Regions from separate parts of the Sus scrofa genome. Here all the other regions are linked to region 2. The links are chromatin contacts, called in public HiChIP or PLAC-seq maps. All regions are on one chromosome and are shown on one strand. The core of a region is the stretch at or near the end of the contact, and the rest is flanking DNA. Distances in the headings are between cores, read along the strand shown.

Evidence for each region. HiChIP or PLAC-seq counts read pairs in DNA pulled down with a chosen protein or histone mark.
Region 1: a contact with region 2 is called in an H3K27ac HiChIP or PLAC-seq map of skeletal muscle. The contact joins the enhancer-like site here to the promoter of KLF13 in region 2. A contact is called at or near these places in 17 of 47 Hi-C or Micro-C datasets (brain, differentiating spermatogonia, embryonic fibroblasts and 9 more) and 1 of 2 datasets of contacts at active chromatin or transcription factors (skeletal muscle).
Region 3: a contact with region 2 is called in an H3K27ac HiChIP or PLAC-seq map of alveolar macrophages. The contact joins the enhancer-like site here to the promoter of KLF13 in region 2. A contact is called at or near these places in 1 of 5 promoter capture datasets (liver), 9 of 47 Hi-C or Micro-C datasets (alveolar macrophages, blood, embryonic fibroblasts and 5 more) and 2 of 2 datasets of contacts at active chromatin or transcription factors (alveolar macrophages and skeletal muscle).

What each region holds. Positions count from the first base shown.
Region 1 is chr1:143,414,025-143,418,260 of Sscrofa11.1, forward strand. OTUD7A (OTU domain-containing protein 7A) reads left to right here. Exons shown (of 15, transcript XM_021098720.1): 13 at 1,319-1,433; 14 at 1,593-1,677; 15 at 2,764-4,236. The coding sequence ends at 4,212. Among named protein-coding and RNA genes, the nearest start is that of KLF13, 120 kb to the right of the region's middle. Within about 2 kb of position 1,712, at least 41 of the 83 cell types and tissues checked have an H3K27ac peak or open chromatin away from gene starts, as enhancers often do. A contact at or near this core is called in brain, differentiating spermatogonia, liver and 5 more, where this site is marked.
Region 2 is chr1:143,538,186-143,542,410 of Sscrofa11.1, forward strand. KLF13 (Kruppel like factor 13) reads right to left here and starts at 2,048. Exons shown (of 2, transcript NM_001011505.1): 1 at 1,460-2,048. The coding sequence starts at 2,048.
Region 3 is chr1:143,632,381-143,636,687 of Sscrofa11.1, forward strand. No RefSeq gene overlaps it. Among named protein-coding and RNA genes, the nearest start is that of TRPM1, 84 kb to the right of the region's middle. Within about 2 kb of position 1,956, at least 72 of the 83 cell types and tissues checked have an H3K27ac peak or open chromatin away from gene starts, as enhancers often do. A contact at or near this core is called in alveolar macrophages, embryonic fibroblasts, epiblast stem cells and 4 more, where this site is marked.

The DNA.
Region 1 (4,236 bases), core at 462-2,961, 120 kb before region 2:
TCACCAGCATTTGGGAGGGCGGGCCACTCAGGGCAGCGCTCAGGACAGCACCCACTTCTCTCTCCACCAGCCACTGGAAACAGGAAACAAGGCAGCTCCAGCAAACAAAGCAGCTGACCCAACCAAGCCCTGGGCTATGCTGCTCAGCTGGGACTTGAACCTCAGGAGGGGCCTACAGCCCCCACGAAAAGACTGCTGCTCAGAGGGCGGAAATGGGGCTGCCATATTTCTCCCTACCTCCCAACTGCGAGTCAACCCCATCACTAGGGAACTGATCTCAGCTGGCCCACTGCAACTCCAGAAGCCCCCAGTGGATCCTAGACAAACCTGTAAACACCAACCTCTGCCCCAGCCTTTCAGAGGTGGCCAGGATCCCCAGGGGCAGGGGTGGGTTGCAGTCAGGAGTGGTTTTGATGACTCTGTCCCTTGGTGCAGCGAGGGGCCCATCCTTGCCTTCTCTATCTCTTCCCTCCTCAGAAGGCTCATTGGCTGGCCTCTTTGCCTGAGCTTCCTCAGCCTGCTGTTTACCTTATCACCACCTGACAGCAGGAAGTGTATGTCACCTGTGTACTCTGTCCCCGCCTCCCACCCCCAATACAGGAGGTGAGCTCCCTATGACAAAGGGGTATGGGATGTGGGGGTCCCACACTGTCACAGACTTGCTGAATGAACTCACAAATGAGCAGGGGGGTAGGCAGCCCTCACTCTCTGGGAGGAGATGGGAGGGCCTCGCCCTAAAGCCGCACCCCCACCCCAGGTGAACTAGAAGCAGCAGAAGCAATAATACCGTTTCTTTGTCTGCCGCCAGAGGTGGGTATTTCCGGTCTGACAGACCCAAGTTGAGGACAGGTAGTGTGTCCAACTGCTTTTCAGAATCCACAAAAAGTAGGACATTTTAAAAACTATTAGTAGCAGTTTTAAAATATTACCACCTTGGAGTTCCTGGCTCAGTGGTTAATGAACCCGACTAGTATCTGTGAGGACGTGGGTTCTATCCTTGGCCTTGTTCCCTGGGTTAAGGATCTGGCATTAAGGTGAGCTCTGGTGTAGGCCAGCGAGCTGCAGCTCCGTTTTGAGCCCTAGCCTGGGAACCTCCATATGCTGCGGCCCTAAAAAGACAAAAGAATAAAAATAAAATATGTGGCCCTAAAGCTCCCGCTGGCCCAGATGTCCCCTGTACACCTCCATTCCGTTTCCTTAATCACGGAGCCTCCTGGTCTTGGGGCCCATTTCCTGCCCTTTCTCGGGGCTGCGGGAGCACTGACCTCCGTCCTGGCCGGTGGACCACCTGGCACTGGCCTCCCTCTTTTGCGTTCAGCCGTAATCCCCCTGACGGATTCGGAGCACAAGCTGCTGCCTCTGCACTTTGCTGTGGACCCCGGCAAGGACTGGGAATGGGGGAAAGACGACAACGATAACGCCAGGCTGGCACAGTAAGACCCTACCCCTGTGTCCCCCTCCCCCACGCCCTACGGAGCGGGCTGTCGCTGGGCTCCCCGGGGAGGGGCTGGGCGCAGCGCCCCGGCTCCTCTGGAGACGGTCGGCGGGCGGGGCGAGCCGGGACGCGTCTCATTTGGTGTTCCTCTCTCTAGCCTGATCCTGTCGCTGGAAGCCAAGCTAAACCTTCTGCATAGCTACATGAATGTGACGTGGATCCGGATCCCCTCGGAGACCCGGGTAAGCTAGGCGTGCGACGGGAAGAAGCGGCAGGCGGGGCGGCGGCTGCTCATTCTGCTCCGGCAGGAAGGCGGGGGTGCATCCTCCCCAACGCTGACCGCCCAGGTTCCGACTGGAACGCGCGCCTGTCTGCGCGTGCGCCTGCGTGTCTGGCCATAGCAGCGCTCAGGCTAGGTTGTGTGTCTGTGTGTGTGTTTTATTTTTTTGAGGTCCCCTTATCTTCGACAGAAGGAGCGGAATAAACACGCCCACTCAGAAAACAAACCGTAGGCAAGTCGCAACACAAAACTCTGCCCAGCTCGGAACACGATGTGCTGCCACGGAGCGGAATTAATTATAAAAGTGTGTGGGTCCTCGGAAAAGGCAGAGAACCGAGGGCGCGATTCCTTGGCACCCCCCCCTTCCCCTCACTTTCCCTCCCCTCCGAAAAGGCGGTGACAAGGGGGGCTGCCTGCCCCACTTGGCCCCCTCCCCCAGGGAGAACCCATGCTGTCCTCGCCTCCAGATACTAAGACGGATTCGCTTTAAGTATCTGATATTTTTGTGGTCTCAGTGATGGTCTCCCCAAAAGAGATGTTTAAAAGAAAAGCTTATAAGTGAATTTATTCTCCCTAGACATTAGTTTATGTAGCCATAAAGTGGAGCTTATAATTAATATTTTATAAGTGACAGGAGAAGAGCAAATAGGGCAGTGCCCGGCACAATCAGTACCCAGGACAAGCCGGCACCACTCAGAGTGCTTTCATACTTCAGCCTTTACCTGTATTTAATCTTCACTGGGCTCCCTGAGGCAGGTACCGATACCCCTCTTACTAATGGCACAAGTGACAGCTGGTGGCAGTCTGGCTTCGGAGTCCTGCCTCATCTCCACATTGACCTGCCTGTCAATTACTCTGGACGTCCTTGTTTAGCCCTTATGAGGGCTGTGAAGGCAGCAACTCGAGATCTAGAATCAGGAGACTCGGTTGGGACAGGGACAGTGGGGCTGGAGGCAACACAGCGGGGAGGGAGGGATCTGCCTCCATCAGTCCGCTTGGGGACTGCTGATTTCTAACCTCATCCCTTACCTGCCCGCCCCCTCCACAGGCCCCTCTAGCACAGCCGGAGTCCCCGACCGCCTCGGCGGGGGAGGACGTGCAGTCCTTGGCCGATTCACTCGATTCAGACCGCGACTCGGTGTGCAGCAACTCCAACAGCAACAACGGCAAGAACGGCAAGGACAAGGAGAAGGAGAAACAGCGCAAGGACAAGGACAAGACACGAGCGGATTCTGTGGCCAATAAGCTAGGCAGCTTCAGCAAGACGCTGGGTATCAAGCTGAAGAAAAACATGGGCGGCCTGGGCGGCCTGGTGCACGGCAAGATGAGCCGCGCCAACTCCGCCAATGGCAAGCACGGAGACGCGCCTGAGCGCGGCAAGGAGAAGAAGGCCAAGTCGCGCAAGGGCAGCAAGGAGGAGTCCGGCGCCTCGGCTAGCACGTCTCCCTCGGAGAAGACCACGCCGTCGCCCACGGACAGGGCGGCCGGAGCGTCGCCGGCTGACAAGGGAAGTGGACCCCGCGGTGACGCCTGGAAGTACAGCACGGACGTGAAGCTGAGCCTCAACATCCTACGCGCCGCCATGCAGGGCGAGCGCAAGTTCATCTTCGCCGGCCTGCTGCTCACCAGCCACCGGCACCAGTTCCACGAAGAGATGATCGGCTACTACCTGACCAGCGCGCAGGAGCGCTTCAGCGCCGAGCAGGAGCAGCGGCGCCGCGACGCCGCCGCCGCAGCCGCCTCCGCGGCCAAGCGACCGCCGCGCAGGCCGGAGGCGGAAGGCACGCCGGGCCCCGAGCGCGCATCACCCGGCCCGCCGGCCGGGCCGCCCACGCAGTTGGTGCTCAAGCTCAAGGAGCGCCCGAGCCCCGGGCCGGCGGCAGGCACGCGGGCGGCGCGGGCAGCAGCAGGCGGCGCGGCCTCTCCGGGCCCCGGAGGCGGGGGCGCGCGGCGCGTGGGCGCCAGCGGACCGGTTCCCGGCCGCAGTCCGCCTGCGCCGCCTGCGCGCCAGAGTGTTATCCATGTGCAGACGGCGGGCGCGCGGGACGAGGCATGCGCCCCAGCCGTGGGCGCGCTGCGGCCTTGCGCCACATACCCGCAGCAGAACCGCTCGCTGTCGTCGCAGAGCTACAGCCCGGCGCGCGCCGCCGCCCTACGCACCGTCAACACGGTAGAGTCGCTGGCGCGCGCCGTCCCAGGGGCCCTGCCCGGCGCGGCGGGGGCGGTGAGCGCGACCGAGCACAAGTCGCAGACCTACACCAACGGCTTCGGCGCGGCGCGCGAAGGCCTGGAGTTCGCCGACGCCGACGCCGACGCACCGGCCGCGCGCTCGAACGGTGAGTGCGGCCGCGGCGGCCCGGGCGCGGGGCCAGCGCAGCGACGCTGCCAGCGCGAGAACTGCGCGTTCTATGGTCGCGCCGAGACCGAACACTTCTGTTCGTGCTGCTACCGCGAGGAGCTGCGGCGGCGGCGCGAGGCGCGCGCGGCCCGGCCCTGAGCGCGCGCCCGCGGCCCCGCCGCC
Region 2 (4,225 bases), core at 798-3,297:
TGGGAAGCTAGCTTGGCCCCTCCCCCACAACCACACCCACTCTTGCAGTAACGTCCCCACCACCTCCTGAGTCCACACACCCCTAATTCTGACTCAGAAAGCACAGAAAAGGCCCCACCTTCACCCGCGACCCTGCCACGTGGTTTGAGGCGGCCACAGCGTGGGACCAGAAATTCGGGGAGGAAAGGAAAGCCTCGGAGAGGAAAGTTCGTGGGATCCAGTTCTTGACGCTTGCAAACCCTGGGCCGCCTGAGTTCTAAATTTACAGGGAGAAAAGAGCCTTTCAGCTCTAGGTTTTTGAAGACTGCGTTTTGTAAATCGGTTATTTAATTAGCTTGTGGATTATTTTACAAATGAGAAACCTAATCCTTTGATAACAAAGTAACGGTATAAGGGTTCTGAATTAGGTAAGACTTAAAAAGAGTCACCCAAGAGTTCGCGTGACCTCAGAGGATATACACGATTCTTTCAACCAAACTAAGAGAGAAAGATTAGAACAATTAATTAGAAGGTTGTTTCTACTTTTGTGTTTTAAAAAAAAAAATAACCTCAGAGGAATTAACGACAACGTCCCGGGCCCGCACTAAGGGAAATGCTGCCTGGGGGTGGGGGTCGGGGTCGGGCGGCGGTCCGCGGCACCCAGGCCGCCGATTCCGGACGGCCGCCCGCCCCCGTGCAGGTGCTGCCTGCCCGCATCCGGCCCTGGCAGGTGAGAGCGGGTCTGGGAGGAGGGCGGCGCAGAACGACAGGCTGGAGGCAGAGCGGTCCTTTTAGGAGAAAGCGCCGACCAGCCGGGAGCCCCTCGAGTCCAGCGCGCCTCCGCCGCCGGATGGGCGGGGTTCCCACAAAGAGCCGCGGGCAAGAACCCGGGACCGCCCCCCGCGTCGGTCGCCACCAGCTCTGGTTTCGACAAATTAAACCTTAGAGCGCTGGAAAAATTACAGGAAGAGCGAAGAATGTGCCGAGCTGCTGGAGGGAGCCCTGTCCCCGCGTGAACTTCGCCCACCGCGCTCCCGAGCCGGCCCCTCCCCGCCGCTCCCGAGAGCGCGCCCAGCCGACGAGGGAGGGGCCAGGCGAGGACACCCCTCCCCCCCGGCTCCCGGGCGCCGCGGCCGCCCACCTCCCCGGGCGGCACCCGCGGCCCCCACTGCCCCCACGCAGCTCGCCCGCACCTGCCCGCGCGCACCCCGGCCCGGATGACGACATTCGCCCCCGCAGCCCCGCCCGAGCGCACCCGGGGAGGGGGCGTGCCCGGCGGGGGCGCGGTCGCCGGGCGGGCGCCGGCAGCCAGCGCCAGGACCCGCCTCGCGCGGCTCTCAGGGTCGACCGCAACCCGGAGCGGCGGGGGAAGGGGCGAGGCCCTGACCACCTCCCGCGCCCAAGCCGGAGGCTCCGGGGGCGTGTCTGGGCGACCCGCACTAGCCCAGGTCTGCGCGAGTGCCCGGGCCGCCCCACTGACCTGTGTGAGTTCTCAGGTGCGCCTTGAGGTGCGAGGATTTCCCGTAAACTTTCTCACAGCCCGCATAGTGGCACTTGTGCTTTCTCTGGGGGGACTCGAGGTCGGCGCGACTTCGGCCCCGCCGGCCCCTTTGTCTGAGGCTGGGCTCGCCGCTCCCCGCGGGCCCCGGCTCTCGCTCGGGCTCCAGACCCGCCTCAGGCTCGGGCTCGGGCTCGCTCCACGCCGGGCTAAGAGGCGCGGCCGCCGCGCCTCCAGCACCGGGGGAGGCGGGCTCGGGGGCGGGTGGCGGCGCGGGCGGCAGGCGGCAGGGGGTCCTCGCCTTCCTGGCGGCGGCGCCTTCTCTGCGCTCCGCCGAGACGGGTGCCGGTGCTTGCTGGTTAAGGTCCGCCAGGATCCGCGCCACTACGAAGAGCGAGGCGCTGTCCTTGCCGTCGCGGCGCTCCTCGACGTGGGGCAGCGTGGCGGCGACAGCGGCCGCGCCCTCGGGTCCCGGCTCCGGCCCCTCTCGCGGCCCGTGTACGACCGCGCGGCTCGACATGGACACGAGGCACTCGGCGGCGAAGTGGTCCACATAGGCGGCGGCTGCCATGGTGCGGGCTCCAGCCGGCAGGCGGGAGACTGCTAGTCGCTGCGAGTCGTCAGCAGCGCATCCGCACCCACGGCCTCCGGAGAGCGGGCGGGGGGCGGGGGCGCGGCGCGCCCTCTCCGCCGGCTGGGCTGGGCGCGCAGCCGCCTCTGCCGTCACCCGCGCTGCTCCGCGTCTGCTAAGCGCCCGCCCGGCTGGGCACCTCAGAGTGAGCGCATGGGGGGCGCGGACGAGTAGGGTCCCCGCGCGGCGTCAGTGGCGGCCTGTCCTATGGATGCCGAGCGGCGACGTTAGGGACGACCTCCCCGAGCCGTGGCCGCAGCCTCGCCGCGCATTGTGGCAGGCGGGACAGCCGCCGTGCGCGCCGCGGCTCGGTGTGGGCGGCCCGGCCCCGGGGGTGGGCGGGGCCGGGGCCACATCTGGACCCGACGTCAGCCCCCAGCCACATCCTGGCGGCGCAGGTTACAGGCGGCGGCGGCGGCCGCAGGGAGCTGCGCACGCGGAGGGGGCGGGGATCCCGGAGCGCGCACCGGCGGGATAGCGGTCGCGTGCCCGCGCCTGGTGAGGGGGCGTGGCTAAGGACCAGGGCCGGCGCCATTGGTCCATGAGTACTCAGCCGGGCCAATCCGTACAGCCAGAGGCTCCCACCCGGCCTTGGGGCCTGCGCGTGCCGATGGGCGTGTCCCCTCAGCCGGCGGGAGGAGGAGCGGAAATTGGAGCCCGGAGCCGGGCACGCTGACGCACGACGTCCGAGGCGGGCCTGGGCGGGGCCGTTCCCCCTCCTCTCCGTGGCGGGGACCCCGCAGGGTATTTTCCTGCCGGAGCTTTTGTACCTTGACTGCCTTGAACCTCGGCGCGGTGGCGAGAGCTCGGGAGAGCACCCCTTTGTCCCTCCAGCCCCGCTTGTGTCGGGCGCGCCTCGCAGGGCTCGCCTCGCTTCTCCCTTTCTTCTCCAGAGCGAGGTTTGCCCGGCAAGGAGGCGTGTCCGCTAAGCCCGGCGGGTCTACTGGCCCCGAGTCGGGCCTGGACAACCACGGCGCACACCGCTGAAACCAGGTTGATGGGTGGCCGCGCCCCGAGACTCAGGCCGCTCTCCGCCCTTGGTTCCTGCCCAGCTGAGCCCTGAACCCTCGGCGCGGCCAGCCCGAGAGCGGTGGTCTCGTGTGGGGCGAGGTCGCTCCCGCAGGAGGAACCGCAGGAGGGCGGCGGGGGATCAGCGCAAGCCGCGCTGCCCTTGAGCCCAGGTCAGCTGGAGCTTGGACTGGCCCAGGCTGGTGGCTAGCCTGGCAGCGCGAGTGATGTGCCCACTGCGTCCTGTGTTCGCAAGAATTACGTGCCTGGGCGCCGGCCGCGCTGCTCAAGGAACGTGGGGCCCCTCCCTCCGCAGGCCTGCTGCCAGCTTCTGCAGGCTGCCCTTCTCCCGCGGCTGTCGCGCAGGCTTCAAACGCCACCGGCTGCGAGGGCCCCGCCCACCGCGCCCCACCCACCTAAGGTCGGGGCCTCCGGGGGAGGAAGTGCTCTGCTGCCCCGCCCCGCCAGCTTTGCCCTTGGCCCTCACCTGCGCCTTCATCCTGTCGCGTGGCACCTCCCCCCCCCCCTCTTCTCCTGGCCTAGACCAACATCAAAGAGGCCGGAAAGGAGTGCAAGCCCCTGACCCCAGGAGACAGGCTGGAGTCCACAGTTCCTAGTTCATTTCTTAATGGACGTTCAGAGGAATCAGCTGCCCAAGCAGGGAGCTTGTAGAGGGAGAACAGCCCAGACATTAGGCCCCTGTGGACTGGAGAAGAGGGATGGGTGGAAGAGAGTCAATCGCACAAAATTAAGAGCAGCCATTTTTCACCGAATTAATTTTGGGCTTGGGTAGAAAAATCTACTCCTTCCAGGTCACCAAGGAGCAACTGAGACGAGCATTTTGGGTTCCATGTTACTGTGACCTGTAAACTGGTGTGGTCGTTTGAGTGCCCTGGGTATCTGTAACAAAAACTCGGAAGTTCCCTCTCACCGGGAACTATACAATACGCTCACTGGGAAGACTACACAGTACTCTATGGTGCGGTGGGTTCTGCTGTGGTGGGTTCGGTACTATGCCAACAGGGTCAGGTTCCTCTTAAGAGGGTCTCCTCTTGGCAGGAGGTAATCACTCTTATCCCAGACAGATTGTGTTGATGACATTTAAGAGA
Region 3 (4,307 bases), core at 706-3,205, 94 kb after region 2:
TCTAGATTACCATTCTGAGAGGAGGAGCAGCTGGGCTCCTGATGGCTACTCAGGGCCCCAGACTCCTTCCCTCCTGTTGCTCACTGACCATGAGGGCACTGCTCCCTCCCAGAAGGGCTGCTGCCACAGCCAGACTCTAGGCAGCATGGAGAGGGGCCCAGGCACTAAAGTGGCTTCCACCTCAAGTCTCCTTTCCTCCATTGGTGAGAACTACTCACCAACTACTTCATGAAAACTTCGTAACTACTATCATGAAAACACACTCAACAGCAAGGCTGTCTGGGAAGCATCAGCTCAGCAGCCTCTGTCCAGTGGCAGATCTGTTATCCTAGAGGAAAGGGAGAATGCATTTTATTTGAAGAAGATCTAATTGAAATCCACAAAATGCTTTTTCTTTTCTTATTTTCTTTTTCCCATCATATTGGCAGACATTTTTAAGTTTGCCAATAACCAGCTGTATGTAGAAGTTAGGACAATTCTTAATCTACAGCAACAACTGTTTTCTTTCTTTTTTCTTTTTTTCTTTTTATGGCCACCTGTGGTATATGTAAGTTCCCAGGCTAGGGTCAAATCAGGGGGTGGAACAGCTGCAACTGCAGGCCTAGGTCGCAGCCATGGCAACACTGGATCTGGCTGCATCTGTAACTATGTCACAGCTTGTGGGCAATGCCAGATCCTTAGTCACTGAGTGAGGCCAGGGGTCTAACCTGAATCCTCACAGAAACATCAGGTCCTTAACCCATTAAGCCACAGGGGAACTCTCAGCAACAACTACTTTCAATAAGAAAGGATTCTATTTTTGAGGGTGCCCTGATGATCTTCAGGATATGAGGGGAAAAGCCAGGAAAATGAGTGGAGTCAAGAGGCTTCTGCAGACCAATGGTGGAAGAAGCAGGCTTGCTCAGCCACAACCACCAGCAGGGGACACTGATGCCACAACTGGATAAGGCCAGGGTGAGGCCAATGCCTCCAGCAGTATCACTGCATACCCTTTTTTAGACTCAGCTCTGATGCTCAGGACCCTGGGATTCTCAGCCCAAATGTCCCTATGCCCATTCCCAGGGCCTGTGCTGCCTCTTCCCCTTGTCTGGGGGTTTCCTTTTTCCTGAAAGGTTTTGCTTCCTCCTAAGGTGTGGCGGGGGGAGGTCAAGTGTGGAGTTTGGCCTGCCAGATGGCTGGCTGACAGAAGGCAGGGGATGGGGGTCAAGTACAAGATGCAGTGGTGGCAGCCTGAGCCCTGGACCCCTTAGGTCTAGAAGGGCTTCACCCTTCACGCATTTCAACATCTCCTCCAGGGCTGGCCTAGGACCCAGAAGAGAGACAAGGGTGAGGTCTCCTGCCTCCATCTTCCTCCCGCTCACCCCGCCTCCTCCCCTGCCCCTCCCCCTCCCTCCTCCATCCCCCTTTCTCCTTCTCTCCCCTCTCAATCCTCTTCCCCTTCTCTCCCTTTCACTTCCTTTCTTAGTCCTCCTCTCCTCCTCCCCTCCGGCCCCCCTTGCTCCTTCTACAGTCTCCAGCCCGCCCCCACCCCTCCTCCTGCCCCTCCCCTCTCCAGTCCCTCTCAATCCTTCTGCCCTGCTTTTTCAACCCCCTCCAACCTGCCGCGTCTCTTTTAACCTCCTCTCTCCTTCCCCTTTCCTCCTCCCCCTTCCCCCCTCCCCCGGCTCCTGCTTCCCCTTCCGCACCCGCTCCTCTCCCCGCGGCAGAGGCGGGGCGGGGCAGTCCGGGCTTCGGCCCCTCCCAGCGGCTCGCACCTGCTCGGCTGCCCCGTTTATTCTCTGCCTGGGGCTCGGCGGGCGGGAGGGAAAGTGGGTCAGCACGGGGCCGTGGCGGCTGCTGATGTCCTTGGAGGGGAGCCCTGGGACTCGTGGTCTCTGCTGGGCGGGAGCAGGAGGAGGCCGCGCCCAATGCCGAGGAGGCGGAGCCGCCGCTGCTCCTTTCCCCGGAGCCCCGAGCTGGGCCAGCGGAGCTGGAAGCTCGGCGTAGCCCGCCTCCCTCCGCGCTGTACAGTCTCTACTGTGACAGGTCCGCGGCGCCCGCACTTCTCCAGACTCCCGCGGTCCGAGGGTCCCCACTCGCGGATGTTGTCCCTGCCACCTCTCCTTGCCCCCTAGCGTCAGCCTCGAGCCTTCGCACCCTGGAGCCTAGCCCTGGAGCGCGCCTTTTCGAGCATCGCTCTCACACCCACAGACCCCAGCACTTCTGCCCAGGTGTGCGGGGGCCCTGGGGAAGACCGCGAGGGAACGGCCCTCTCGACTATCCACTCCGGTCGGTCCTCCTGCCAGTAGCCCTGTAGAGGGTTGCCCAGCTGCTCCCCTCCACCCCAGCAGCTCCCCTCCACCCCAGCAGCCTCGTGAGGCTGCCCCAGGTCCGCCTGCAGACACAGGTCACTGTCCTAGGGCAAGGACTGGTCACGGAGAAGTAAAGGTGACCCGGCCTTCCAGGCATCAGCCCTGGGGGTTTCTCCTGAGCAGTCCCCCACCCTCAGCAAACAGGCAGTGTGTGTGTGTGTGTGTGTGTGTGTGTCGAGTGCTGGCTGCATCCTTGCAAGGCTGCCTTGTCTTATCCTCCCTGTGAACTTCGCCCATGGGACCAGGACTACCATCACCTAACACACGCTGAGCTTTCCCCAATTTGGAGCTCCTCCTGGAGCCTGATTTGTCCTAGTAAGCCCTACACTTTGGTCACCTGGCCCACGTTTCGCCTCAGCCCAGAAGCTTTCCAAATCCTCTCACCTGAACGCTTGTTCCTTCCCTGGTTCTGCTAACACAGTTTGCATCTTTCAGTGACCCTGCCTGGCACTGGCCAGTTTACTGCCTCTGGGAGGCCCACTTCTACAAACGTGGCGCTGGAGCTGAGCTTCTCATCTGGGAAGCAGGAGGCCTGGAGGGGCTCAGGGGTTGCCACAGTCATCCCATAGGCTCCAGGTTTGAGAAGATTTTGCCGTGAGAATCCTGCATTAACAGCATCTCCATTCGTTTCTGCCCTGTATGTATTCACACCAGCCAAAGTCGAGTCTGGGGAGATTCCTCATTAATCTAGACCCAGAGCACAGGATGGGCCCCTCATCTGCAGCCCTGAGGGGTCCATTCTGTGCTCTGGGTTTGGTACATTTGGTACCTCCCAGCCCACCTCTAGGCTATTAGAAGGACTGACATGAGCTCAGGAGCCCTTTCCAAGTCCACTTAGAAGGACACTTGGACACATAGAAGCCTCCCACAGTGAGAGAGGGGAAGGCAGGGAGAAGGCATGGGGAAAAAGGAGAGTCAAGAGAGGAAATTGGTTAAATAGCGATATGTTTCAGTGTCTGGAGAAGAAGGAACTCTGGGAAAACTGTCAAGGGCTGCTCTGCTGGGCATCTGGCCTTTAAGTCAGGCAGGACTGCAGGTGAGGGGCCCATCCTGTCCCTTTCATAGCCCTCCTTGTGAGGAGGGGGAACAGAAGGGTCCCCCAGACCACTCCAGGCAGGCCCCCAGCCAATCGGCACCCAGGTCAACCAAGCAAGAGTGATTCAGAGTGAAAAGAACCTCAATCCCATTGGACCCAGGACTGCCAAACTCCTCACCCTCCCACCTGCAAACCCTTTGTTTTGAAAACTTATACATGTTAAATAAACAGCAATTTAATAGGAAACAAATCTGCAGCGCTTCCAAATATGACCCTTAAGGAATTGGGTCCTCCTTAACCCAATTCCTTAGGAGGAGTGTTTCATGGGTGACACACCTACATGGCTGGCTCTGAACCCCTGATTTGCCACTAGAGCAGGGCTGCCAGTTCCTGCCACTTCCTACCCTCAGCGGGGGAACATGACCTCACAGAGCTCTAGCTCTGCCAGCTGGCTCTCAGGTGCTACAGGACTTCAGACAAACCATCAAATACAAGCATGGAGCTCTGTGAACCTCTCTGTAAACACCACTCAGAAAAAGCCAGGTGGGGCCCTTTTGGTTATGAGAAAGGTTTCAGTTTAGCTTAATTTTGTTTTTATCTGACTTTTTGGTCACAGGCCCAGTTATCACCTCAGAGAATCTTCCTTCCTCCCCGTAAACTCTGGCTGAGTGCTAAGGTTCAGAAGTTCTCAGGGGAACCCACACAAGTTAATAAGACTTGGAAGGGGCTTTTTTTCATGAAGTAACCCTCCTTTAATGTCTGTTTACAGCTGGGCGCAGTCTGTGACTTCATGTAGCAATGTCTGATTAAACGATGCCCAGCGTATCCTGGGGCAAGAGACAAATAATTGCAGTACTTAATCTTCCTATGTGATGATTAATGGAAGCTTTGCTCATTTTGTATGTGTGGGAAAGAGGCAA